4 separate regions of the Mus musculus genome follow, and all the other regions are linked to region 4. A link is a contact called in public HiChIP or PLAC-seq data. All regions are on one chromosome and are shown on one strand. The core of a region is the stretch at or near the end of the contact, and the rest is flanking DNA. Distances in the headings are between cores, read along the strand shown.

Region 1 (6,459 bases), core at 3,707-6,206, 860 kb before region 4:
AGTAATGACAGTTTCTGAAGGCATTGAAATCCTGGCTGCTGGGACCAAAGCCAGAGCCAGAGCTTAGGACCCAGCTTTAGGATCTGAATCTCCCCAGCTGCTCAGCTCCCAGCAACTGACCTGTGTCTTCTTCTTGTGCCTCGATGTCCTTGTCATTTCATGATGCATAGTAACAGGTCCTAACTCAAATGACTGACAGGAGGGTTAAGTATCATTATGACATGTGCATTTATAAACAGACCGTAATGTTCATCACACAGAATAATAGCAGGAGGTAAACTTTACAATGCAGATGTTATCAGTGATGGTATGCTGATGAGAAGTTACGTAACTGTTATAGGTTTAGAATTCAAAGAAAGTGTTCATGATAAATACTGCTCTTAGGTTTTGTGCACTTGTGCACATCCTTCACAAAGTATATCTTTGAAAGGCTTAGACAACAATGTGTTTTATAGTTTCTCAGATCAGCACAGATTAATTGGTGAAGTCCACACAGGTTGGTGGCCACGCACGAGGTTTAGATACGTTGATGCAGATTAATGGAAGAATAAGTGTGTCCGTTTTGTAGAGCAGCTGGAAATCCCCTTCCCTGCTTTGTGGTCTGGCCCTCGACCAGTCAATTCCTCTCCTTTAAACTTATGTGAAATAAATAATCATTGATATCTAAAAAGACTTGTCTGGGCGTTAGAATCCATACTGCAATAAAAGTGTGCAAATTGTAGCTACAAGCCACCACAGATCGATTTCAGGATCATAAAATCTGGCAAGGGAAACCAAGTAGAGGAATCCATATTCTATAATGCAGATCACTGGGTGAGTTCATAGAGTCAGAAGCAGTCACAGTGAAACCCCGACATGTGAGCAGAAATGCCGTGTTGCCCCTGAAAAATGACAGCTGATGGGGAAGGAAGGACCAAAGGGTCTTCAAATGGGCAGAACTCTCTTCCTTCCTTCCTTCCTTCCTTCCTTCCTTCCTTCCTTTCTTCCTTCCTTCCTTCCTTCCTCCCTCCCTCCCTCCCTCCCTCCCTCCCTCCCTCCCTCTCTCTCTCTCTCTCTTTCTTTCTTTCTTTCTTTTCTTCAGAACTCAGTTTCTTTAAGCCTGTTGCTTTTCTTTGTATTGTGGACAGTGGGACACCTCTGTCCTGGTACACACCAGGCAGGCGGGCACTCTACCATTGAGCTGTATCGTACCCCAGCACTTGAGTCGTTTTTGGTCTATGGGGGTCATTAGCAGTCATGTATCTTGTTGTACTTTTAGGATATGTCCTATCTACATTCTTTTGTGTTTTTTTTTTTTTTTTGATTCACTGTTACAAGTTGTTTAATTTTAAATAACATTATTATAATCAAGGAACATTATAAATGAAAATGTGTGCATATTCCAACACGCTTATTTTTATTAGCATATATTAATGAGCAAAGTAATGGATTTCATTAAGGTATGCATATGATGTCTATTGATTACAGTCACCCTCCACTGCCGTTCTAATTTCCCTCCTTCTTTCTCCCTCTCCCCTCCACACTCTGGGTCTCTGTACTTTCAGGTTCTTCTCCACATTCCACATAGCAGAGAAAATGGCAGGCTTGTTTGCAGGCAATGGTTTGCTTTGCTTACTGTGATGATCTGGCCAATCTCAGACGGAGGGAAGGGAAATAAATAATAACGATCAAAGCTGAAGTTAATGAAATGGAAGCTAAAAGCTCAGTACAAAGGCCTGGCGGAACAAAGAGGCGCTTCTCTGGGAGAATAATCAAGACTGACAGACACTCAGCCAAACTAACCAAAAGAGAGAAAAGACCCAGTTTAATACAATTAGAGATGGAAATGGTAGCATGGCAGAAGCCGCTACTGGAATCCAGAGGGTGGCGAGGAGGTAGGTGGAAAGCTCATAGTCCAGCGAATTGGAAGACTAGTGGAGATGGGTACATTTCTAGAAACATAAGAGTTATCAAAATAAAACCAAGAAGATGTGAATCCCTACATAGATCAATAATGAGCAATGAGATAGGAGCAGGAATAAAGGCTCCCCACAAAAGAAAGCCCAGGACACGGTGGGTTCACACTTAATTCAACCAGACATCTGACTAAGTGCTCACCCAGATGTTCTTCAGTACTTATTATTTATGAAGAACGGGAGACGGCCATGCCTCAAGCTCCTCTGTCCAGCTCAAATTTATAAGCAGGTGGTTATCACTATGTGATAACTCTTAAAATTAACAACACGGGGACTTCTTAATTAATTATGTCTGTATCTATCAACAGGGGCAAATATTGCCAAAATAATGACCAGAAAAGTGCACATTATAGCATATGAACTCATTTTCTTTTAAAGCAATAACGTATATGTCTATTCAAACATAGGCAGTCAAAATCTCTGGAAATCTCTGGAAATATAAAATAGCACCAATGTTGTCCTCCCCATGGTTTTAATAGCAGCTAAATGGAAAGGGGCATCAATTCCTCCTTTAAGTGGTATTAGCTTCTATGGCATTTGATGAGATTTGCGTCACATTCCTGGATATCCTTGGGTCAGTGCTTCAGTGTCCTCGGGATCCACGTGGTCTATCAGGTCTACTGTGGGGCACCACACTGTGTGCATTTAAGTGATGGCTTTCCACATTAACATCAGCGCTCTCAACTGTGTGAGCATGGGAGTCATTGAGATGCACCGCCCCTCATGAATACAACTTACCTCAGTTACTTCTCCATGGCCATGTCTTCTCTTCCCTCCCTTCCCTCCTCCTGAGAGGTCTTTCCTTCTCAGATGGTTCCTCTTGTTCCCGTGAGTTTTACTTTAAGTCTGGATTCCACATATGGGGGAGAAGGTGTGCTGTTTATCTTTCTGTGTCTGTCTGGTTTCACCTAACAGGTTGGTGGCCAGTTTCATCCATTTTCCTGAAAATGAGGCAATTTAATACTTTATGTCTGGTCCGAAAACACAAGGATAGAGATGCAAAGGAGGCACAAGCCATGGATGAATTTAGTGCTGTGTGGCCATAGGAAGGGTCAAAGAAACAAAACAGAGGACATGGAAGCACGATGCCACCCACCACACCTCTGGGAAAGTAGCCCTTGTAGATAAGCGAGTGGTTCCGGGGCCCACAGTGGGATCATGGCTTCTCCTTTTCAACGTTATCTGCATGTGGGGTCTATTTTGTTCTCCAATAGTTAGTTAACTATCAATAAGTACTGAGAACAAACAAATCTGCCAAATGCATTTGCAAAAAAATAATCAGTACGCGAGTGTGTACGTGTGTACGTGTGCGTGTGCGGTGCGTGCGTGCGTGCGTGCGTGCGTGCGTGTGTGTGTGTGTGTGTGTGTGTGTGTGTGTGTGAAATGAAAAACTAAACCTAAGGTTGGAATAGAAAAACTTTAAAATGAGTTAAAATATCATAAATTTTGGTTAGAAATGATCACACAGGAAAAAAAAAGGTCTGACATGAAAATTGGTTTGGGACTATGATTGAAGGAGTAAGAAGACAATGTGGTGAGTATGTGTGTGAGTGCACACAGGTGTGCATGTGTGTGTGTACATGTGTGTATGTGTGTGCATGTTTCTGTGAGTGTTTGTGGGTTCATGTGTGTATGTATGTGTGTGTATATGTATGTATATGTGTGTCTGTGTGTGTTCCTTTGTGTGCATGTGTATATGTGCATGTGTCTGTACATATGTATAGTGTGTATGTATGCATATATGTATGTACATGTGTGTGTGTATGTGTTATGTTAGCTCCTGAACAGATAGCTGAGTTTATGTGGAGTGAGAAACACCAACCAGAGGTGCCCACAGAGCGATCATGGCAGTACTATGAGCTGTGGGATAATGAGGAATTTTCAACTATTTTCCAAAAAATTATTTAATTTGTATTCACCCAAACATGCATTGCTATAGTAATAAAAAATAGATACTATTTACTAAAGCAAAATAACTTATGTGTTTAAGCAGCAAGAGTCTGTGTACTTTGTGTAGGAAGGGGGTCTCTTTCACTGCCCATTTGTGTCAGATGACTTGCAATTCAGCGAACACAGAGTTCTTTCTAACACACAGGACACCTCCCCAGTGCTTTAGACAGCATCCCTGCACAGGATTTGTCCTCAATGTTCTCTGCCCATTTCTGTGGGTCTGACTTGAGACTAGTCATGGCTTCCTAGGGTCTCGGCTTCGTATATTATTTCTCAGGGCTCAGAAGATGCTGCACAGACGCCTGTGTTCCAGGTGCTTCAGGTATGGGCTGAAGTCCGGAAGATTATGAACGCTCATATTCTCTTGCTGGGGGGAAAGCAGCTGGCAGTATACTCACATCGAGTTCTAGAAATGCCAGAGGGGTGTGGGCCTTACCTAGACCTAACTCTCTTGGCCTGTCCCATGCTGTCTTCGGTTTACTATGGGGGCTTCACCAAGCATAGTCCAGTGTGCGAGCTTTCTGAGCCTCTCACAGTCCAGAAACCCATCGGCTGGGAAGATGGGCAGTGTTTTCCTTCAGGTTCCAGACATAGAGGTTGAAAGTACATTCTCAAACGTCAGGCTTGCATGCTCGTACTGCACTGCAATGCTATCCAAGCAGTCTAGCCCGAGGGCCAATGCCGACCAGAGGGGAGGCTGGGGAGGCAAGCCAAAGGCCCTTCTTGGGTATTCTGTGTATTTTAGCTTGCTTCCTAGCAGGTGGGCAGTGGGGCTGTAGATGTGCTGAAGGATGTGGAGAGGGAACAAACCCCTTCGAGTTCCCATGGCGTTGGCTGTTGAGGACCGGGCTTGGATTCCTTTTCCTTTACAAAACAAATGTTCACCCCACAGTGTCATTGTCCTGGTTCCCAGCTCTTTCCAAAGCCTTCAAAGTCACATTTCGTGCAGTGGCCTTGCCCCCGTGAGGAATCTGGGTCTGTTCTCTTTCTCTTGAGAACATTGCAATGGTAGGATTCTGAGGCACTTGTTTTCTTGTCACGTTCATACCCATGACATCATCTGAGCACAAAGAGGCCTTGTTTGTATGCCAACACAGAGCTGCGGATGCCCACAGCGGTTAGGCTTGGTGGTAGACTTGGAATTAGAGAGCAAAGGGCACATCCACTAACTAACTGCCCAGTGGTGGGTGGGAATTAGGACCCCAGAAGAGGCTGCCACAGAGGTAAGCAGCCCAGAAGTTCTCCTGTGGAAGATGATGCAGGCTGCCAGAAAGCAAACCCAGGAACCATCCTGGCTACACTAACAAGTACAGAAATTCTGACCTAAAAGCAACAACTAATATCCCACTGCGTGACTTCAAATCACATATTTTTTTAAGCAGCAAATTTTAGAAATGTGTCAACAAAAATTCGCCATACCAACCTATTTAAAGAGGAAAATACACCACGCTAACACATTTTAAAAGGACATTTGATAAAAGTTTAGGAGTTCTTAAAAATAACACATTTAAGCAAATCAGAATTAGGAAGAAATAATTTAAATTTGTAAGAGACAATTATTACAAACCAGCAAACCCAGAAGATATTATTGTAAATGGTAAAAGGCTAAATTCATTCCCACTAAAATTATGAACAAGACAAAGGTAATTACTGTCACAATTATCTGATATTTCAGAGGATAAGAAAAGGAAATAATAATTAAAAGGCTGATAAAGAAGAGACAAAATTATTCTTTTTGGCTGTTGATTTGAGTATAAATCTGTAAGATTCAAAATAGTCCAATTTAAAAAGTTATTGCGTTTAATAAATTTGGTAAAGTAATTAGCTGTGACACACGTCCCAATCAATATCTTTCTGTAGCTAGTAGTAACTAGCTAGAAATTAAAATAAGCAAAGCAACCATTCTGTTACACAGTAAAGGCAGTTAACATAAAATATCCATAAATTCAGTTAATCACAAGACCAACTGGGTTGTCAGGAAAGATAACAGACACTTAAAGAAATGAAATAATATCTTCACAAAACAGAAAAATTATTTTTGTATAAAGTTAAAGGTTATTAAAGTGCTGCCCGCCCCAAATTCACAAGCATAATTTTGAAAGCCAATGAAAAAAAAAGCTTTCCCACTCTTGGAAGAATGATTTTTGAAGAATGACAAGGAATGAGCTGAGAGGTGCAAGCCAGACACAGCACAGATACATGCTCTAAAGCCACTGAAATCCAATCAGTATGGCTCTGGGCTACAGGCGACTAGGTCGTCAGAAGCGAATTGAAATCTGACAGGAGAGCCCAGTGTATTGTGGGAGCTTGACAAAGCAGAGCTTAAACTCAGTGAAAAGTGATATCCTATTCTAGAAAAGGCTCTAAAACCCTGACTGCTGCTCTAGGGTAAAATCAGGTTGGTCTCTATCCCACATGATGTGCACATAACTAAATGGGTTGGTGGTGTAAAAGTCGGGGCTGGAACAGGACAGGAGAGAAGTTATGGTAGAAATCGTATGGTTTGGGGTTTTTGCAAGCATGGCAGTGACTTGCAAAAGTCACTTGCAAGCCT
Region 2 (6,638 bases), core at 2,940-5,439, 700 kb before region 4:
TGTATAGGAAGCAGTGTGTGCGGTGTTCTCCCCATGCATATGGCAAACAGGATAAGAACCAGGTTAGGAGGAAGCCTAGCTTCTGGTAGAAGGAGCAGCTGGTGTTAGGGGAGGGGCAGCCTGTAAGGGCTTGGGCAGAGCACAGAATGGTAGCTGGTCTTTCCAGGACGGCCATGCATGGGACAAGGCAGGGTATCTACAGCTACAGCCCAGGTCCATCATAAAGGAAGGGCAAGGGGAGGAGGGTCTCTGAAGAGGCTTTACATCCATTGTTGGGCAGTAGTGGGCTGTTACTCTCTGTGCAGTGTCTGGGATGAAATAGTGCCTGTCCTTTTCTAGTAGTGTTAAGGACCCTCTTAAAGCCCTTCTCAGTGACTCGGGAGAGGGGAATGCACTCAGAAAAGCACATTTTAAGCCACTCCTCCTACAGAGTTCCAGCCTGATCTATGAGCATTTCTAAAAAGTCACCCATCAGGGCTCCAGGTGTTCGGGTTTCTAGTGGGCCAGGAAGGGAAGTTCATAACTGGCTGTGGTGATGATACAGAAGACGTCAGTAGTGACAAGAGTTTCGTTGGGTCCTCAGTTTCCCTTTGTGTATTTTCAGGGAACTGGTAGCTTCGATGTGGTGATGTTGCATGAGGTTAATCTGGCTGTACTCAGTCTCCACACTGCTGGCTCCCTAGAGCAGACATTTGCTTGTCTTCCCAAGGTCACCCTCTCCGCCCACACATCAGTTAAGAACAGCCCCATTCAGGCATCGGCCCATTCTCTTCGCCCAGTACTTTAGAAGATCCGGAGGCAGCTCGGCCATGCATACATCCCACAGTCTAGAGAGCAGGAAGGTAAGCTGTTTACCCGGCAGTCAGACAGCATAGCTGGGAGGGCCAAGCAGAGAAGGGAGGCATAATGGAGGTCAGGGACTCAAGTTGGCGCCAGGACCGGGGGACAAAGGGTCTGTACTCCTTCCCCTTACAGGACAGGATGGCCGCTGGTGCCAAATTGCTCACCAGTTTGTAGATGGCAGCCAACTTCTGTTCTCCTCATAATAGGAATGTTTGTCTTTCAGAAACACTTTGGAGTTCCATGGACGGGGTTTCCAGGGCATGAGAATTGCCAGTGCTGGAAAAGACATTAAAAAGGAAGAAAGGAAAAAAAGAAAGCCACAAAACAGTTTCTTTCTTTGCAGGCAATAAGAAGCTGACTGCTCCCAGCCTAAGGCTGCCTTTGTTTCTGCTCAGAGATTGTCTTTGATCCAAGCCAGTGAACAAAAGCTCATTATCTTACCTTTAAATAGAGGGATTTTTAGCAGAAACATTGAAGGGTTAGGGGGAGGAGAAGGGGTTCCTCTCAGGATGCCCCCAAAGGTCCCAAGGCTCCTAGCCACCAAGGAAGAGCATGAGAAAGAGCACACAGACCCCATGAGTGGCTTCTGAGAATGCTGAAGACGGTCTTTGTAACTGTTTGTATTTATAGTTATTGAACAGCTCTGTCAGTCCATTTGCAAGCAGGACACTGGCGTCTTTACTCAGATTTCCTGTGTGCTGCATGTATGTCACCCAGACAGATTTCTCTAGGTAACTTTCTCAGCTGTCTACATAACCTGACACCAGATGCCCAGCTTTCTTTCAGGATGGTGCCTTTCTCCATGGCCTCCAAACCTTTATAAATCAGAGAAAGTAAACAGTCCAAGAGAAGGCAGATCTGGGTAAAGGCATGATGGAGCTGCCATGGTCTGCTCCAGGGGACCTTCCTAGGTTCTCATAGAACTCACAGTATGTTCTCATTTCCTTGTTGAAAATTCCTAAAGAAAACATCCTTTTATAGTGTTGGAAAAGCATTCTTATTTGTGCTTTTGGCTTTTCAAATTACAGTAACTCTTTATTATAATATAATTATAAAAGGTAATTATAATCTTTCAGGTGCAAAAATGCCTTATTAAAGTGCACCTGTGCACATACACATACACACGCATACATAGACATAGACAGACAGAAGGTAGACACAAACACAGGCACATATACACATGTAGGCATAGATCGATACACACATACAGGCACAGACAGATGCACATACAGGCACACACACACATACATACACATAAACATATATACATAAACACAGATATGCATACATATAGGCACAGACCTATAAAAAGACAGACAGACATGAACATGTACATACATGAACACACACACATACACACACACATACTTGGCTTACAGGCCATATTTGAAAATAAAGAAGTTTAATAATTTCTGACCATTTATTGGAGGATTATCATCTGAGAACAGTATTCACTGATTTTAATGTACCCTCTCTTTTCTTCTATATAGGACCCATCAAGGGAGACTTTAGAATCCTAATTTAATTGGTTTGGACATTGAAACTACAGTTCACACTTGTGATCCCACCACTGGGGAAGCAGACAGGAGGATTCATGAGGCTTGCTGGCCAGTTTGTCTAACTGAATCAGAGAGAGAGAGAGAGAGAGAGAGAGAGAGAGTCCTGGTTTCAAAATACAAGATGGGGAGCAATTGAGGAAGACACCTGATGTCAGCTTCTGGTGTCCACATGCTCTAACAGACATGTAGATGTGTACACACATGAATATACTCTCTCTCACACACACACACACACACACACACACACACACACAGAGTAAATTGAAAGTAGATGCTAATGTATCCTTTTAAGCCTGTATACAAAGTGGTAGCTCTGATGTCTGAGTCCTAGGATCCAAAGCTTACCCGCTGGGTCACAGTACAGTATATTTAGCATTCTGTCTAAACTCCACCCCACAGTTACCTGGCAACAGCCATGTAGGCCTGACTCACTATAAAAGAGGCTGCTTGCCCCTTCCTCTCTCTCTTGCCTCTCTCTCTTGCCTCTTGCTCTCTTGCTCCCCCTTGCTCCCCATTCCCTTTATCCCCCCCACCCCCCGCCTCTACTTCTCTACTCTCTCCCTCTCTGCTTTTCTCTGCCTCTACTACCCTCTTAACTCTCCTCCCTGTGCCCTGAATAAACTCTATTTTATACTATACTGTCATGTGACTAGTCCCTCATGGGGAAGTGATGCCTCTGCATGGGCCCTCTGAGGCACTCCCTTCCCCCATACCGCACCACACCCCTATAGAACATATTCTTATACCTCTTTATCTTTTTTTAAAAACACATCAGTATGTGTTGCGACAAGTAGTCTTCCCCAGGGCCCCTTATGGTTCCAGATAGGAGAGTTGGAGATCCAACATACAGACACAATTTTAAAACCCCAATTTTTTTTTCTTACCCCCAGACAACATGGCAACTAAACACAAGGTACAGCTTTCTGCACAGAGAATAACTAAGACAATGGTGTGTGAATCGCCCAACTCACGAAAAGGAAAGGACTTTTCTGTGCAAATAGAGGCACTGGATAATAAAGTTGTTTATTGTGAAATCCCAGGCTGTCTGCCAAGAGTGGGTAGAGCCCTCTGAAACATGGCAATGTCAACTTTCAAGCCTGCGTACTTGGTGACATGATTAAAATAGTGAAAAGAAAAAGATATTTCCAACTGACTCAGCAGGTTCTGAGAAAGCTGAGCTGGAAGAGAGACCGTGCCCTGGTGAGCTCAGCTCTTCTGAGCAGGGAACACTCTCTTTGGAATAAAGCAGGCTAGGCACTTTTAAAAAAAAAATTTTTGCATTTTCCTGATTCACTATGTACCATTTAACATTTTATGATGCTTTGTTTGTTTTATAGACGAGGCATTAAATTCAAATTACAACTTGAATGAGATTTACTCAGTCCCCCTTTCAGTGTGGGAATTTCTCATTAGCCAGACTCCCATTTCTTATGTAGATGGATGACCCAGACCTTAATGGTGGGTTGGAAAAGATGAGGTTATTTCTGTTACCCCAAATCTCTTTGTGTCAAAAAAAATTTTTTTTTCTGATCTTACCTATTTCTCATTGCTGAATATTTTGGAAGGGGGCCAAAAAATATTAATGTGTGTGTGTGTATGTTTCTCCACCTCCTAGCATCGATAAAGTGTCCTGTTCAGCCCCACCCTGTAATTTCATCTTTCATCGTTGACTGCTTGACATTCTGTCAGGGAAATATGTTCTTGTGTTACCGGGGTGTAAATAGGGTTCATGTTCTCTTGGGAACCTGACTTGCCTTGAAGCTCAGATTGCATTGTTTCTGATGTGCCTCTTGCAGAGAAGTGAACTCAAATGGAGGTAGAAAACTCATTTATCACCAGTTCAAATGCAAATGAAGGCTGCGGGCATTCTTCCTTTCATCTGCAGATTAGCAGTTTGTAGCCTCCTTTTGTAGTTTAAATGCCCAGTATGTCTTAAGGTACAACACACTTCCAAAGTTCTCCACCCCACCGGTCTGAGCTTCTCCCCATGTGAGGTTATGATTTGTTGTTTTCTGGGAATATCCTGTAGTTGCTGATTAAAAACTGAAAGATGGCATTTGAAAAAGAAATGTCATTTGTACTATGAGTGGCTTAAAATTATTTTGATACACAACAAAGGGAAAGACTTCTAACTCAGCACTGATATTTTAAAAAGAATTGGCAGCATCTTTGAGTGACTCGTGTTCACTTAACATGTGTGGTCCTTACAGCGTAGGGTCCTTTTGTGGCTTGTATACATAGTATGCCCCTCAAAGGCTCGTGTGTTGCAGGTTTGCTTCTCAGGTGATGAACTTTTGAATGAACGTATCCCAAGGCTCTTACTTCACCCGTGCATGATCCATTTGTGGATTCATAAGTTGACAGCATTATTAAGAAGCGGTAGTAAGTAGGGTGTGGGGCTTTGTTGGATAATCCGTTTTCTGTGACCCCTTCTCTCTCCCTAGACACCATGAAATGAAGAGCCTCCTCTTCCATAAACAGCTGGACTCCTCAGAGGCCCACTGCAACGGAGTCACAATGATTGAGGCCTCAGAAACCATGTGGTAAAATAGATTTCTTCCTTTTAAATTGCTTTCACTAGCATTTTGTCCCAGTAACTGAACATTGACTCAAGCAGACATACTGAAGTTCACAGTCAATCCATTTCACACACAACATATTTATTTCAGGTCTGAAAATGCTCATTTCTAAAGTGGTCCACCCGACAATGACAATTAATCATGCCCTTTGTCTAAATTTAACACGTTTAGGGTAAATTTGAGAATAGGTAATATCAGGGTGAATGCCAGTTCTTTGTCTTAGAAGTCTAGAGTTCATGGGTCAGAAGTCATAAAAGAAGGTAACAATTTGCCTGCTGGCCTTGACTGACAGTCATGTTGAATGTTTCTCACAGCCAAAATGGAATAAGGCATATTTTTTCATCTGTCTTTCACTCCATCTATCTGTTCATCTATCCATCCATTGATATATTTTTTTTAATCCAGTACTTACTTGCAGATGTCTATGGCATACCAAGTTCAAACCTTGGCTATATTGCTCAGAATTATCTGAAATGTGAGACATTAGTACAGTGCCCAGGAAGCCCATTCTGACTCCTAGCCCAAGAAGGTGGGATCCAACTATAGAGCTAGAGGGAAGTGACCACAAAGACCCATCTCATTTCTAGTACCAAGTGAAAGCTCAGGGTCTTTTCTACAACTTCCATATTTACCAATTGCTCAAAGACTCACAGAATTTCCTAGATTCTGTTATATTCAGGGTTACATTCTTTACAGGAAATTAAAATTTAATTTCATTAAAAATCAGTCAGTTGGGAAAGGTATATGGCAGAACTGTGTGTGTGTGTATTATATGTGTGAAATGTCTTGTGTTCACAGGATGTGTGACCTTCAGTTGAATTGTGACAATATGAATAGAGGATCTTCATATTGAAGGTTTACTTGCGCAGTACCAAGGGTTCTTTGGGGCTTCATTTTGCGGACATGATTGATGAATTATATGGTTGTACTAAAACTCCAGGTCCTCCCTCCATGGATGTTGGACAACTATGTCATAGTAACAGTCTTTTATTCCCGGTAGTCTGACCAGTTATGAGTCTCTACAATAACCACTACCTACTGTAAAAGGAAAGAAAGTAGGAAACAAAGAAAGAGTGAAAAGAAGGAAGGAATTTACATCCATATGTAAGCTAAATGCAAGAGTAATCTAGAATCATAAACACAACTGTTTGGAGGTTAATTCAGTAGGTATATCACATTCATTTAAAAATCAATAGCAGAGGTTTCTTTCATTGTCTCTATGATCTCCTTAGACATAGGTCTTTGCCCTTGGCTTATAAGGTGTTAAGTCCATGCCGAAAGTAGTTTGCTGCACCCTTAACAGTCATTGCATTATTGCCCAGCAAGTACACATTGCTTGGTATGTTAATGGGGTAGCATATAGTGTTCACATCTGAGCAAGAAAGTTTGTGATACTCTTCCCAATCATCCTGCATATCCTCTTCCAGCTTGATGAAATCCAGTTAGTTATTGTACAGGTCACTCTTAACTTATTTTCTCTATATACTACCACTAGAACATTCTGTGTCTTTAACACTAGAGTTTTAACAGCCAACTTGTTCTGGAATGAACCCAATATTGGTGGCAGTATTCTTTATGGTTTGTGGGTCTTCAGAGGCCTCCTTGGTGAATAATACATAAGCAAGTAGTTCATTCTCAGCACTGGGATGTTCAGTCA
Region 3 (6,551 bases), core at 1,303-3,802, 560 kb before region 4:
GACCAGTCAGGCATCTTGTTGTGCAAAACAAACAAAAACAGGTTAAAAATAATTTAAGGAAATCAATCATATTAGGAGTTCAGAGGGACAAGTTGAAACGACAGAAAAGAAACATATTCCTTAGCCCTAGCCACAAATCTACTATGATGCTTTCTTGTCTCTCTTTTCTGGAAAAGACTAGCTAATGGGATCAGTTATTAAACTTGCTAAATTGCACAAAACCATGGTTGAAATTTTTGTTGGAGTGTCAGGTTGAGTGAACATGCTTATGATAGAATCTTTCTCGGTAACACGGCACATCTATTAATCAGCTATGTTAATATGAGCTGTGATGAAGTATTATAATTTTCTTCTAAGAAAGACTTGCATTTAACAAAGTTATCAGGTTCCTGAAATTTTTATATGTATTGCTAATGGCCTTTTTTCTAGTCATTAATTCTATCTATCTATCTATCTATCTATCTATCTATCTATCTATCTATCTATTTATTTTTGGTTTTCGAGACAGGGTTTCTCTGTGTAGCCCTGGCTGTCCTGGAACTCACTTTGTAGACCAGGCTGGCCTCAAACTCAGAAATCCACCTGTCTCTGCCTCCAGAGTGCTGGGATTAAAGACATGTCCCACCATGCCCGGCTATTTATTTATTTATTTTATGAAGGCTGTGTGTGTGTGTGTGTGTGTGTAACTCACATATAGCAATGCTACTCAGTTCACTTACAAATGATGAGTTTACATGAGGTTTTGTGAATGCTGTCATTTTGATTTCTCCTATCTTCTTCTCAACCATTCTTCTACACAACCATTTGGATGTGTCGCTCTGGGACCACTGGCCAGAATGATGTCTGCTTTGTGAACAATCCTCCACATGCTACTTTCCAGTAGACACGTGGCCTCTCCACTTACTTGAGGTCACTCTGTTGCCAGTGTCTCCTTGTCCTTGTCCTTGTCCTTGTCCTTGTCCTTGTCCTGATTGTCTTTGTCCTCTGTGCATTGTCTCCTTCTCTCTCAGCAAAAGATTACAACACCAAGCTCTTAGTGTCTCCCGAGGCGCAAATTTGATTCTGTCCCTCTGTCCCCTTCTCTCTTCTCCCTTCCTCCCTCCCTCCTTCCTTCTGTCCCCTTCTCTCTTCTCTTTCCCTCACTCCTCCTCTGTTCCCATGTTTTCCACAGCAAAGAGACCAGGAGTTAATGCAGGCTGAGTGGATTTATAGCCAGGAGCCTCAGATCACCAAGGAAGCTGTGAGCCTGCTTAATGTGGATTCTCTGTCATTTGTGCCCAAGGCTCTTGTCTCTACTTGTTAGAGGTACAAAAGTCCTTGTGCCCACAGATCACTAGGGGAACTAGGAATGTTAAACACACAGGACCTTTTCTCAACGGAGGTGATAAAATACCTGTTTTCCTTTCCAAACAGCTGAGAGTGATTTTGCTGATGACCCAGTGACCTTTATGCTACCTGTAGAGGCAGACCTCACCCAAATTTCCCAAAATGATTGTCTTAGACTCTTCCATCCCCAGACCATTACCTATCCCTTCAGCGAGATGACTTATGCATGTTTTTGCCTGGTGACCTCTATGCTGTCTCAGTAGAGACCTCAATAGATACTAGCTCTTTTAGCTATAGAACTCACCTTCATAATCATACGTTCTTTGTAAAGCAGTTGCTATCTAGTCATACCTTAAGTTTTATTGTACAGAGCACAGAGTTCCCAATGAAGGAGCTAGAGAAAGTACCCAAAGGAGCTGAAGGGGTTTGCAGCCCTATAGGAGGAACTACAATATGAACTAACCAGGTACCTCCAGAGCTCCCCCGGGACTAAAACACCAATCAAAGAAAACACATGGTGGAACTCATAGCTCTAGCTGCATATGTAGCAGAGGATGGCCTAGTAGGTCATCAGTGGGAAGAGAGGCCCTTGGTCCTGTGAAGGTTCTATGCCCCTGTGTAGGGTAATGCCAGGGCCAGGAAGTGGTAGTGGGTGGGTTGGGGAGCAGGGGGAGGGGAGAGAGGATAGGGGATTTTCGGAGGGGAAACAAGGAAAGGGGATAACATTTGAAATGTCAATAAAGAAAATATCTAATTTTTTAAAAAAAAAAAGGGAAAATGTTTTATTGTACCCCTAGGACTGGATGGATTGTTGTCTAATTATACTGTACTTTAAATATGTTGGCAATGACGGCCTGGCCTTAGACTCCACAGAAGACTGATCTAGGTTCAGGAGGCCAATCTGCACTGGCTTTCATTCTTTTTTTCTTTGAGGTTTACCACCTACAGCGACCCACAGGGTCTTTCTCACCTACTGCCTAATCCAGGCTCAGTTCCCTTCCCAGTTGTTCCTCTGAGGACAATGACTTCCCTCAGGCCGACTTGGCTCTTTGCAGATCTGAGCACTGAGCATAAATGACCAGAGCACTGTCAGATCTAAAGATTTGTGAACACGCTTGCCAATTCGGACATTTTCTGCCTAGGCTGGCACACTGGTCTTTCTATGCTCTATCCTGTCAGGAGTCAGCTTCCTTGGGGGTTTTCATGCCAAACCGACAGAATGGGAGCTGTCTGCAGGCATCCATTGAAATGTAAATGGACCTACACCACTGTTTTCCAAATTGAGAGGCACCCATACACAAACGTCCAATGCTAATGGGGGCTCTGAATTAGAAAAAATATTCCCAAGTTAAATGAGTTTGGGAAATGCCACACTGCGTTGGGGGAATTATCATGAGCAGCACACTAAATAGTCTGTGAGAGTCTTTACTGAAGAGTTTCATTGTGTTGCATAGCCAGGACTTGCAAATTTATTTGGTCCCAGGCAAGACCTCTTTGCAGATTAGAACTCATTAACATTTTGCTGGACACTTGGATTCTGTTTATCTGGAGTTGAGAGGCCCAGAGACTTAGCTTTCTCATGGGGTCTCTTCCTAATCTTATGCCTCAGTAGGCAATGGAAGACATGGCTTCCTGCTATTGTTTAATTATTTTCTTGTAATTCGGGGTCATTCAATGATATCAGGGGTGTTTGCTAGTGAGACTCGGGCTGTAAATATATCACCAACCCCACTGCAAGCTTCCTGGAAGCCCTAAGCCCTCAGTGGCTTTTTCCAGACTGAGCCTGTCCTGTCTCACCATTTAGCCTGGGTAGATTCCTTAGATCTTACAACCTTCCCTTCTTAGCCCTCTGGATGGCTCCAGAGCTCCGGGCTTTGACAGGTCTGTCTCAGGGGTCCATGTTTATCTGTCTGGACTGCCATAATTTCATGTCTTCACGGAGCTGGTTTGATTCAGTGAACAGACAAAAGTAAAGTGCCCTTCGGCGATTTCTTTTTCTCTTTGCTAAGGTATTGACAGGGCCCCCCAGGCTGTTCATTTCCCTTATCAATATGAGTTCCATGTTAATTCTTCCATTTAATGTTGAATTAAATGAAACCCTGGGAGATCTGATTATGGCTCAAGAATGCCCAGAATGTAGTCAGTAATAGAATTCATCTAATGACCAATATTTAATCTTGTGTCAAGAACTTTGTGACAGGTGAATCAAAACAGAGGACAGTGTTTCTATCCATCTCTGAGCCTATAACAGATGTAAGGGTGTGTGTGTGTGTGTGTGAGTGTGTGTGTGTGTTGGAAAGATTAATTCAGAAGGTTGGCATGTTTGAGGCATTGTACTTTTTGAAACATCATTATACTGAAAGAGCTAAAGAACAGCAGTATGGATTGCTCTAGCAATCTATGCATATGCAAGGATAAACACACACACAGACAGATAGATACACACACACAGACACACACACAGAGATCCACGACATACATGCACACAAGCATACACATACATACACATGAATGCACACACACATGAATGCACACACATACACACACACACACACACACACACACACACATGAAGCTTCATGGCATGGCAGTAAAGGGACACGTTTTCAAAAATATTTTTAAAATGTGTTTTTAATTCTATATATTGTAGTATTCTTTAAAGAGTTATCTATTTTATTTTTAGCACACGTGTGTGTACCTGCAAGCATAATTTCTAGCACAAGCAACAAACATTTTTTAACCACTGAGCTATCTCTCCAGCCCCTAAAGGGATGTATTTTGGGGTAAACTCAAGTTACCACAAGTAAAGCGAACTGTATGAGGTAGACAAAAATTTGTGTTAATGTCTTTGTCTCTTCTGGCTTCCAAATTAAGGGCTAGGGGTGATATACTACTGATGCCAATTCAGAGAAAGAAGTCCCATGAAAAACGGAGAATATCTAACAGGGTAGGATGCTTCACTCACTGTCATTTTTTTATTGAGCCGCCAGGATAATGCGTATTCTCAGAAATGTGGGACTGAAGTTCATATCATAGCTGTCTGCTAAGAAAGAGCAAGAAGCCTGTTCAAGCTAGGAACCCTGCTGAGATCCTATATCCAGAGCTGTGCAGAAGCTCTGGGTGTCCATGATAAGCCACAGTCCCCTATAGTACTAGGAAGTGGGCTGGATCCTCCTAAAGTTATTACCTGTCTATGTATAATCTTATAAGGACCCATGAGGTCTGCTCTTGGGTGGAAATATTGATATGTAGGAGCAATCACACACTCAATTCTTCTTTCCTTTCTAGAATATTATTGAGGTAGAACAGAATGCTAGAGAAAATTGTGGAGACACAGGAAGAAAAAGAAAACCCTCACTTAGGAGCTTGATTGAAGTCAGCTAGGAATCAAGAATTCCAATAAAACTGGCAACATTTGCTTAAGGCCTTTCTTCATTCTCCCCAATAAATCTATACTCTCTATGAATCTCATCAGAAGTTTCATTTACTGGGAAAGGATATAACTTAAACCCCTTGGACAACTCAAGCGGCTCCTCCTTTTACCCTGTCAGATTTTAATGCCATCTAGGACACTCCTGAAGTGATCCTCTGATCACACTTATCAAAAAGAGGGAGAAAAGGACATTTTTTTTTTCAGCGACTTTAAGATGTCAGTTGATAGCCATTAAAATAGTGTACAGAAGACACACAGTGCTATGTTCCCTGGTAAGCCTGTCCTGCTCCCTACAATGTCTTATTTCCCCCAAGTAAGTACCCCCCTATCTCAACCCCGTTGTGTTCACTGTGTTCTCTGACACTGTGACCCTTTAACACAGTTCCTCATGTTGTGGTGACTCTCAATCATAAAATTATTTTCATTGCTGCTTACTAACTGAAATTTTGCTGCTGTTATAAATTGTAATATAAATATTTATCTGTAATTTCCAATGGTCTTAGAAAACTCCCTGTGGAAGGGTTGTTCAGTTCCTTAAAGGGGTTGAGTCTGACAGGTTGAGAGTCATTGTTTTAACCCTTATACTTAAAATATATATTCAAGTCTCTTAGTAAGCCCCTCTCTGCTTCACATTAGTACATATAAAAGGATTTTCTGAGCCAAAAGAAAACACCCTAGGTTTGCCTGAGTGAAGATTTATGCAAAAAAAAAAATCACATGTTCATGAAGGTAGACAGTATGGATCTGTGCCTCAGTGTGCTGGGTCTGTTTTCTGGAATGTTCTTCATGTCCTGGTACAGCCTGCACTTTCCCAGTGTATCTCCAAATTTGAAGCACAGCTGGGCAACTTTGACTTCACTACACAACATGTGTCTTTTACTAAGTTGTATGTGTGTGAGTGTGCATGTATATAATAATCTCCATTGTGGCATTATTGCCTAACAATTAACAAATGCATTGGATCATCTTCTATATTTAATGGCTCCCAATTGTTATTTTTTCAAATCATAATCCAAACCAATGTACTTAATTGTTAACCACCAAAGTTCTTTTTATTTTTTATTTACTTTATTTAAAAAGTATTTTTTTATTGCTCAAAAGGAAAACATTTGGGACTGGAGAAATGGCTTAGTAGTGAAGAGTACTAGTCTTGCTGATGACCAGAACTGGGTTCCAAGCACCTAAGTTAGCAAGCTCTCAACTCCTGTAACTCCAACTTCAGGCAATCTGGTACCCTCTCCTGGCCTCCATTGGCACACACACTCATAGACACATGCACACACTCATAAGCACATGTGCACACACACACATATGCAAACTCACATGCACATGCATGTGTGCACACAGGCACAAACAAATTTTACACATAATTCAAACAAATATTGTTCTGTGTATTTGACCACCAGCTGCATGGTGGTATTATCTGAAATGTATGACACGTGTTGAAAGTTCTTCCTAGCTCCTTTCTACATGACAGTGTCTTCTATGTTAGGTTATGGTTGTAGAGTGTTGTCTGATGTTTCCATTCAGAAATCTTTCATCAGATTTTAGCTCCTTGTCTGACTCATGATGACAGTGTTGCTTGGACTTCTCTAGTCACAACAGTTTGCCCAACATCAGTTTTCCAATTCCATCAACCTCTCTACCTCTGTTAGCGATGCTCTTTCCATAAAATAAAACTTGTCCTCAGATAAAATAAAATGAATCCAAAAGGAGATGGATTAAAGACAGAAAGATTGAATACTTCAGTTTTCCTCTCTGCCAGCTTTTCAGAATAACGAGTTGCTGCCTG
Region 4 (6,308 bases), core at 43-2,542:
TGCATTCATGCACACACATGCACACACACAGTGGAGGGGAAAATGTCCTCAAAAGTAGCCTTTGGCAGTTCTTTAACATAGAGACAATAGAAACTGCATGGTTTATTCTTCCACATAGAAGAACCTCTCTTGATGCATAGGGTAAGTCTTAGCTAGGGTTGTACTGCTGTGAACAGACACCATGACCAAGGCAACTCTTACATGGACAACATTTAACTGGGACTGGCTTACAGGTTCAGAGGTTCAGTCCATTATCATCAAGTTAGGAGTATGGCAGCATCCAGGCAGGCATTGTGCAGGAGGAGCTGAGAATTCTACATCTTCATTTGAAGGCTGCTAGCAGAATACTGGCTTCCAGGCAGCTAGGATGAAGGTCTTTAAGTCCATGCCTGTAGTGACACACCTACTCCAACGAGGCCATGCCTCCTGATAGTGCCACTCCCTGGACCAAGAATATACAAACCAACACAGGATATTTCAGGCCACACAGTCTCTCATAGGTGAGAAAATCACCAACTTAGAGAGGTCACGAGACCACTTGGGATCGATAAAATTCTGCCTGTAGTTATTTTTATTTTCTGATATTTTAGGAGGTCCTGTTATTGTTATTGTTTTTCATTAGCTTGCAGCCTTTTGAGGGAAGAGATGCTCTGAGGCTGAGAGCACATCCTGCTCTCCCATATAACCAAGATTGGTACCCAGCACCCAGGACCTGCAGGGCAGCTTACAACAGCCTGTAGCCCCAGCTCCAGGGGATCTATTGTCCTCTCCTGGCCTCTGTAGACACCCATGTATGCGCATATAAATAAAATGCAAAATTAAAACTGGTTTTCTAAAACATGTAAAAACCTGGTACTGTTTTGACATCTAGAGATCTCCAGGAAACCACAGGAGAGCTCACAGCCATGAATCATTGATTGTGCTGTGTGTATCTTTTATGTGCATAATTTCTCAGAGAGAGGATATTGGGGGGAGAGAGATGAAAAGACTCACAACAACACAAAGAACAACTGCTTAGTTGAGCTAGATTTTTTTTTTCCAGTGATCTCTTAGAGCCAGGTCCCACTACCAGAAGCTTGCTGGCTGAGGAGTTGGTTAAAAAGCTATGGCTCAGCCCTCGCCTTTGTTTACTCTTGGTGGAGTATTGCTGTTTCTCCTCAAACATCCTCTCCTTCTTACACAGGTGCTAAAGAAAAATGATCTCCCGCCAGGCCACAGCTTCTGCTTGGGGACAGGACTGGCTGGCAGGAAGACAGTCTGTGGAGCGGACCAGCTTCTCTGGGTCCCTGCCAGTAGGAAGAATAAGGCCCTGTGTTGTCCTCTTGCAGGTCCTTCCGCTGTCCACCCCACTCCTCCAGCAGTAGTGGCAGGTGTGAAAGACGGTTGGAACAGTGGGGCGGGGTCTGGAGTGGTCCAAGACAGACATTAATTAGGATGCAGCCTCTCGACCCAGCCACTGCAAACCTTCGTGTACAGATGCTCATGCATCCTGGATAAAATTATGATACCAGGATCTCAAAACGCTCATTTTATACACAGGCAAAATTGCCTGAGAAGTGACAGCTTGGCCTTCCTGTCTCTGTGCTAATGCTTCCTGGGGCGTCCGCCTGGCACTGGGAGGTGAATAAAAATGCAAATCCTACAGAAGGTCCCTGCATGCCTGCTCTCAGAGGACAAGGCCTGGCAGGAGTCCCTCATTCAGCGTGCACCAGCGCGGGGAAGTTCTCTGTGGGAAACCTCAAAAGGTCCTTGTCTGACTCCCACCCTAAGCAGACCTCTGGGGATCCTCAGTGGAACACTGAAAAATGCTTTAAAGTGGGCTGCCCTGACACCTTGTGGCTAATAGGGAGAATTCTGAATGGACACACCTAAGAGCATCTTTATCGTTTCCGATAACAGCGTCCAGACTTCAAATAGAATGTTCCAGAAATAAGAAGGCTGTGGCAGAGCCTTTCAATCTGGCCCCTCATCAACCACCTTCCTGGAGTCCCACAGAGAATTATTTGTAATTCAGTAACAATCTTCCTGGCTCATTTTGTTAATTTGATTTTTCTGAGTCTATTGACCACCTAGTTTCAAAGGTTTTAACAAGAAATTAAATATGCCCTAGATAAGAGAATTTTTTGTCATTAACACTCACCACTAGATACCAACCCTAAATACCAACAAGGATAAAATATTTTTCATTCATTCATTCACTCATTCATTCATTCTCTCTCATGCACACACTATGTATATACATAAGTACGTGTGCATCCCTGCACACACTCCCTACAGGTTGGCTCCAGCAGCAGCTTCCCTTTGCTTTCTGGCATCTTTCCCTCTCACCAAGATTTTGAGGTTTGCTCCTTGGTGTGGTTATGTGGCTCGACAACGTTATTATTGTGTAGCATCTCATTAGGGAAATAGAAAAATCTTAGTATCCAGTCACTATCCGAGGGACATGGAGTTGTGGGAAAGCAGTCAGGTAGAAGGAAGCCTTTCTTCTCCTGGCTCCACCCTTATGGAGATGCTATTGGCAATTGGTAGCTGCTGGGGTAGGGGAGGGAGAGTCATTCTGGGTAGGTGTGGCCTATGGTGGGTTTTCCGTGTTCAAGTAGAGATGCCCACACCCATTCACATAAGGGCAGCACTCACCTACTAAGTTACCAAACATATTAGGAGATGTTTTGGGAGTTACAGGGGGAAATGAGGGTAGATATGATCATATTCCATTGTGTCTATGTGTGAAATTACCAGTGAACAAAATGAAGATAAATAGGCCCTTGATGGCGTATGCATGCTCTTCACTGCCCTTGACAGAAGCACAGGAGTATATTCATCCAGACACGGATTCTCGACTTGGAGAGGGAGATCCTTCCTCAAGGGGCTTCATGGCTCTACTCTCCTCCTAGCCAAGCAGGTGGCACCCACCCAACTCATGCACAGCAGTGCTAGGTGACATGGTGTGGCCATAGCTCCCTGTGACTGAGGGTTCCCTGCTGTGCAGCCAGCATTGCTGCCCTCCTTGTTTACTAAGCTTTCTCTCCAGGCAGTGGGACAGTGTTTCAACTTCTGGGGGTGAGATCCTTCGGCTTCCTGTGCACTGCTCCTCCAACGTACATTCCCAATTTCCTTTAATCAGAGGCATGGTTACAATATTTATAAATTTTATGTAAGGCCTTTCATTCCTGGATCCGCTTGTGCTCACTGTTTGTTGTTGTTGTTGTAGTTTTGTTTTGTTTTTCTTAAACAGATCACAGTTTTCTGTCTCTTTAGATGTTGGTAGTGTTGGTGTTTAAGTCCAGCTGGGGATGGATCTCAGGCCTTCAGCATGCTAAGCAAATACTCTAGCCCTGAGCCGCATGCTCAGCCTGGCATTTCTTAAGAATTTTAGACACTGCATTTGACGGTCTATAATCCAGCTGATCTTTGGGCTCCCATGTTTCTGTGGATGGCCTCCTGAGTAGCTTTTGCTCTTAGGCTCCTTCAGCTGGTGTACACTGCATTGGAGCTGTCACAAATACCCAGTGGCTGGTGAGATTCATGGCCTCCCAAGCCAGCCACCTGTGAGTTCTGAGAGTCTCCCTCCCTCCTATGCTCAGCAGGTCTGAGGCGCCTCGTGCTTAACAGTGCAGCAGTGCAGATGTTAAGCGAAGTGTAAGCAGATACCTGGACAATGTTCTCTGTCTCTGATAGTTCTCCAGAACTCTGCCTGTAATTTGTGACCATGTCTGCTTCTCTAAGTACCAACATGTGTGTCTCTGGTTCAGTGAGGTCACTCACTTATGGCTGCCCACACTGCTACAAGGTCCACTGTGGGAGTGTAGTGGCCCAGGACTTCAGAGGAAGGGTGGAAGGAGAACTTCAACCCTGATACATCAGATGAGGAAGACAAGAGTTGGCTACCCATCCCCTCCCAAGCTGGCACCATAAAGCTGGCTCCCTCACCATCAACCAGGTCAGCTACCAGGCTTCACTCTTTGACCTTCTATGGTTATTTTCCCCCAGACCCGACAGCCCCTGAATATACAAATCTTCAAACACCCCTTGTCCTTGCCAATGGTACAGGCCCACACAAACCTTGCCCTAGAGACCCTGGCCGCCTTCCTTGGGGGGGGGGGGGGGGAGGAGCATAAATACCCCTCCCCCACCCAATAAACTAAATCAGTTCTCTGAAGCTGTTCCCAGGTGTGTTTATTGTGCACGTACTTATTGCCGACCAATATCCTTCCTGCACAACACACACATGCCTGGTTAAGCTTCCCTCCCTCCCTCTCAGCTTGGTGCACAACTGGCCTGGCTACCCACAAGTGAGAAGGGGACATGGGCCAGCAGACCTTCTCTTCTGTCTTTTCTTCAGGGTGGTGATGACCACTGTTGTCTAACATCTGATACCAGTTGGTTCATCATCTTTGTAGCAGGCGAGTCCATCTAAGCCTGGACAGCCCACCAGTTATAGAACACCCGGGTTGTTGGCCTTTCCAGCTCAGTGGAAACCTTCCTGTATTATCACCCCATCGCTGCTATGGCATATTACTAACAGGATCCCACTTTGTAACCCAGGCTGACTAAATTCAGAGTGTTTCTTGCTCAGTTTCATTAGTCCTGGGGTTACAGGTGTGCCCTACCAAGTAACAAATTACCACAATCTTGATACTTTAAGCAACAACAACAACAACAAAAATGTATTCAGCCATGGTTCTGGAAGCCAGGGTCTGAAATGAAGGAGCTGGTCCAGCTGGCCTCTGCCCTCCCAGCTCCTACTATTTAGCACTTTCTGACTGATTTCCCCTTCACATAGAACTGCTTTGAAAGCCAAATCCCACTATAACTAGGAACAAAAGAAAATGTCAACCTAAAGTATGCAGCGAATCCTCTCAGCAGGGAGGTGACACACAGACTCCCAGGCTGTGGCCCTGGTGGGTTTGGAGTTGAACTTAGGGATCTGACATTTCCAAAACCTAAGACACTCAAAAAGTTTAAATAAACAAACAAACAAATAAGAGAACTGTGCTATTTAAGTAGGAACAAAACTCCTCTGTGAGGTCTTTGGGTATCATGCCAGCCTGACTGTGGAAGTCACATTGGAGAGGGTTATGGAATTAAATGTTTCTCTCAGGTCCTCAAGAGGAAAGCATGGCCCACCAATTAGGGAAGCCAAGTGGGAGGTGCCAAGGAAGGGCTCACCCAGGCAGGTCAGACACCAGAAGAAAGTGTAGGCCCTCAGAGATTGTGTTTAAGGACGCAAAGAACGTTTGAGTGGATTTACTGGGGTTTGTAAATGACACTAGATCACTATGAAGGGGGATCGGGTAGGAAGGATTGTGGGACATGAGGTCCAGCCTCATCATATTGGTGAACAGGAGCCTTGAGAAGTTGGTCTAGCCTCATCACACTGGTGCACAGGAGGTATGGGTAACTGGTGCTTACTAACCTCTAAGGGCCTCATGAGGGAAGTTTAAATTTTACACCACAGGAAATAGACTATGAAACATACAACACAATTAATTTAGGAATCTTTCCAGCATCCATTCATTTTCCTGTCTTTATTCCATGGAGTGATCAGAAGCATAGAGGAAAGAGAAGAGCAAAGTTGGTGACAGTTCCTGAGTCAGAGCATGACACCCACGGGACTGACAGCTTTGCCTGAGGAGCGACTAGGATGCTCTCTGCCTGTATCTATTCAGAGTGGAAACCAACTGAGGACCTAGATCCACCTGAATGGCTAAGGGAGCTGAGTGAGTGGAGGAGAGTTCATAGCCAATGCCCATCATAGCCATTGCCCATTGTAGCCAATGTCCATCACAGCCAATGCCCATCATAGCCAATGCCCATCATAGCCAATGCCCATCATAGCCAATGCCCATCATAGCCAATGCCCATCATAGCCAATGCCCATCATAGCCAATGCCCATCACAGCCAATGCCCATCATAGCCAATGCCCATCGTAGCCAATGCCCATCATAGCCAATGCCCATCACAGCCAATGCCCAGGTCTCCTTCTGAACAGAGTGAATACTGACACACAGAGTCCAGTGTCACTCAGGTTACGAGAAGTGGGACGGGAGGTTTTACTCTGATTCACTGGAGGAAATAAAGTGCAGACACCTTCCTCTGTAGAAATCGTTCTCACCAGAACATTATAACTCGATAACACAGACCAGAGACGTGTTTATCAGCATGCTGTATGTGGACGAGCTCTGTAGAAGTCTGAGCAAGGCTCTACAAGGGGATTCCAGCTTTCCTAGAACAGAAAATACTAAAACTTGTCTGTTGTCTGTCTTTTGAGAAAGGGTCTTATATAGTCCAGACTGGTCCCAAAACA

Evidence for each region. HiChIP or PLAC-seq counts read pairs in DNA pulled down with a chosen protein or histone mark.
Region 1: an H3K27ac HiChIP or PLAC-seq map of stem cell-derived neural progenitor cells shows a contact between it and region 4. The contact joins two enhancer-like sites. A contact is called at or near these places in 3 of 115 datasets of contacts at active chromatin or transcription factors (astrocytes, oligodendrocyte precursor cells and stem cell-derived neural progenitor cells) and 1 of 9 other capture datasets (embryonic stem cells).
Region 2: an H3K27ac HiChIP or PLAC-seq map of stem cell-derived neural progenitor cells shows a contact between it and region 4. The contact joins two enhancer-like sites. A contact is called at or near these places in 7 of 115 datasets of contacts at active chromatin or transcription factors (SST interneurons, embryonic basal ganglia, forebrain and 3 more) and 1 of 9 other capture datasets (embryonic stem cells).
Region 3: a contact with region 4 is called in an H3K27ac HiChIP or PLAC-seq map of stem cell-derived neural progenitor cells, with 4 times the contacts expected there. The contact joins two enhancer-like sites. A contact is called at or near these places in 6 of 484 Hi-C or Micro-C datasets (cerebellum, cerebral cortex, neural progenitor cells and 2 more), 4 of 115 datasets of contacts at active chromatin or transcription factors (astrocytes, embryonic midbrain, neural progenitor cells and 1 more) and 1 of 9 other capture datasets (embryonic stem cells).

Annotation. Positions count from the first base shown.
Region 1 is chr17:9,878,243-9,884,701 of GRCm38.p6, reverse strand. The region is part of intron 1 of Gm34799 (a long non-coding RNA gene); the gene reads left to right. Among named protein-coding and RNA genes, the nearest start is that of Gm34799, 25 kb to the left of the region's middle. Within about 2 kb of position 4,956, at least 52 of the 459 cell types and tissues checked have an H3K27ac peak or open chromatin away from gene starts, as enhancers often do. A contact at or near this core is called in oligodendrocyte precursor cells and stem cell-derived neural progenitor cells, where this site is marked.
Region 2 is chr17:9,720,497-9,727,134 of GRCm38.p6, reverse strand. Gm34684 (a long non-coding RNA gene) reads left to right here and starts at 636. Exons shown (of 5, transcript XR_876393.3): 1 at 636-842; 2 at 4,847-4,945. Within about 2 kb of position 4,189, at least 2 of the 459 cell types and tissues checked have an H3K27ac peak or open chromatin away from gene starts, as enhancers often do. A contact at or near this core is called in stem cell-derived neural progenitor cells, where this site is marked.
Region 3 is chr17:9,576,217-9,582,767 of GRCm38.p6, reverse strand. It overlaps Gm51424 (a long non-coding RNA gene), which reads left to right and starts at 6,421. Exons shown (of 5, transcript XR_003952251.1): 1 at 6,421-6,551. Within about 2 kb of position 2,552, at least 54 of the 459 cell types and tissues checked have an H3K27ac peak or open chromatin away from gene starts, as enhancers often do. A contact at or near this core is called in cerebellum, cerebral cortex, neural progenitor cells and 3 more, where this site is marked.
Region 4 is chr17:9,018,780-9,025,087 of GRCm38.p6, reverse strand. No RefSeq gene overlaps it. Among named protein-coding and RNA genes, the nearest start is that of 1700010I14Rik, 34 kb to the right of the region's middle. Within about 2 kb of position 1,292, at least 27 of the 459 cell types and tissues checked have an H3K27ac peak or open chromatin away from gene starts, as enhancers often do. A contact at or near this core is called in cerebellum, cerebral cortex, neural progenitor cells and 4 more, where this site is marked.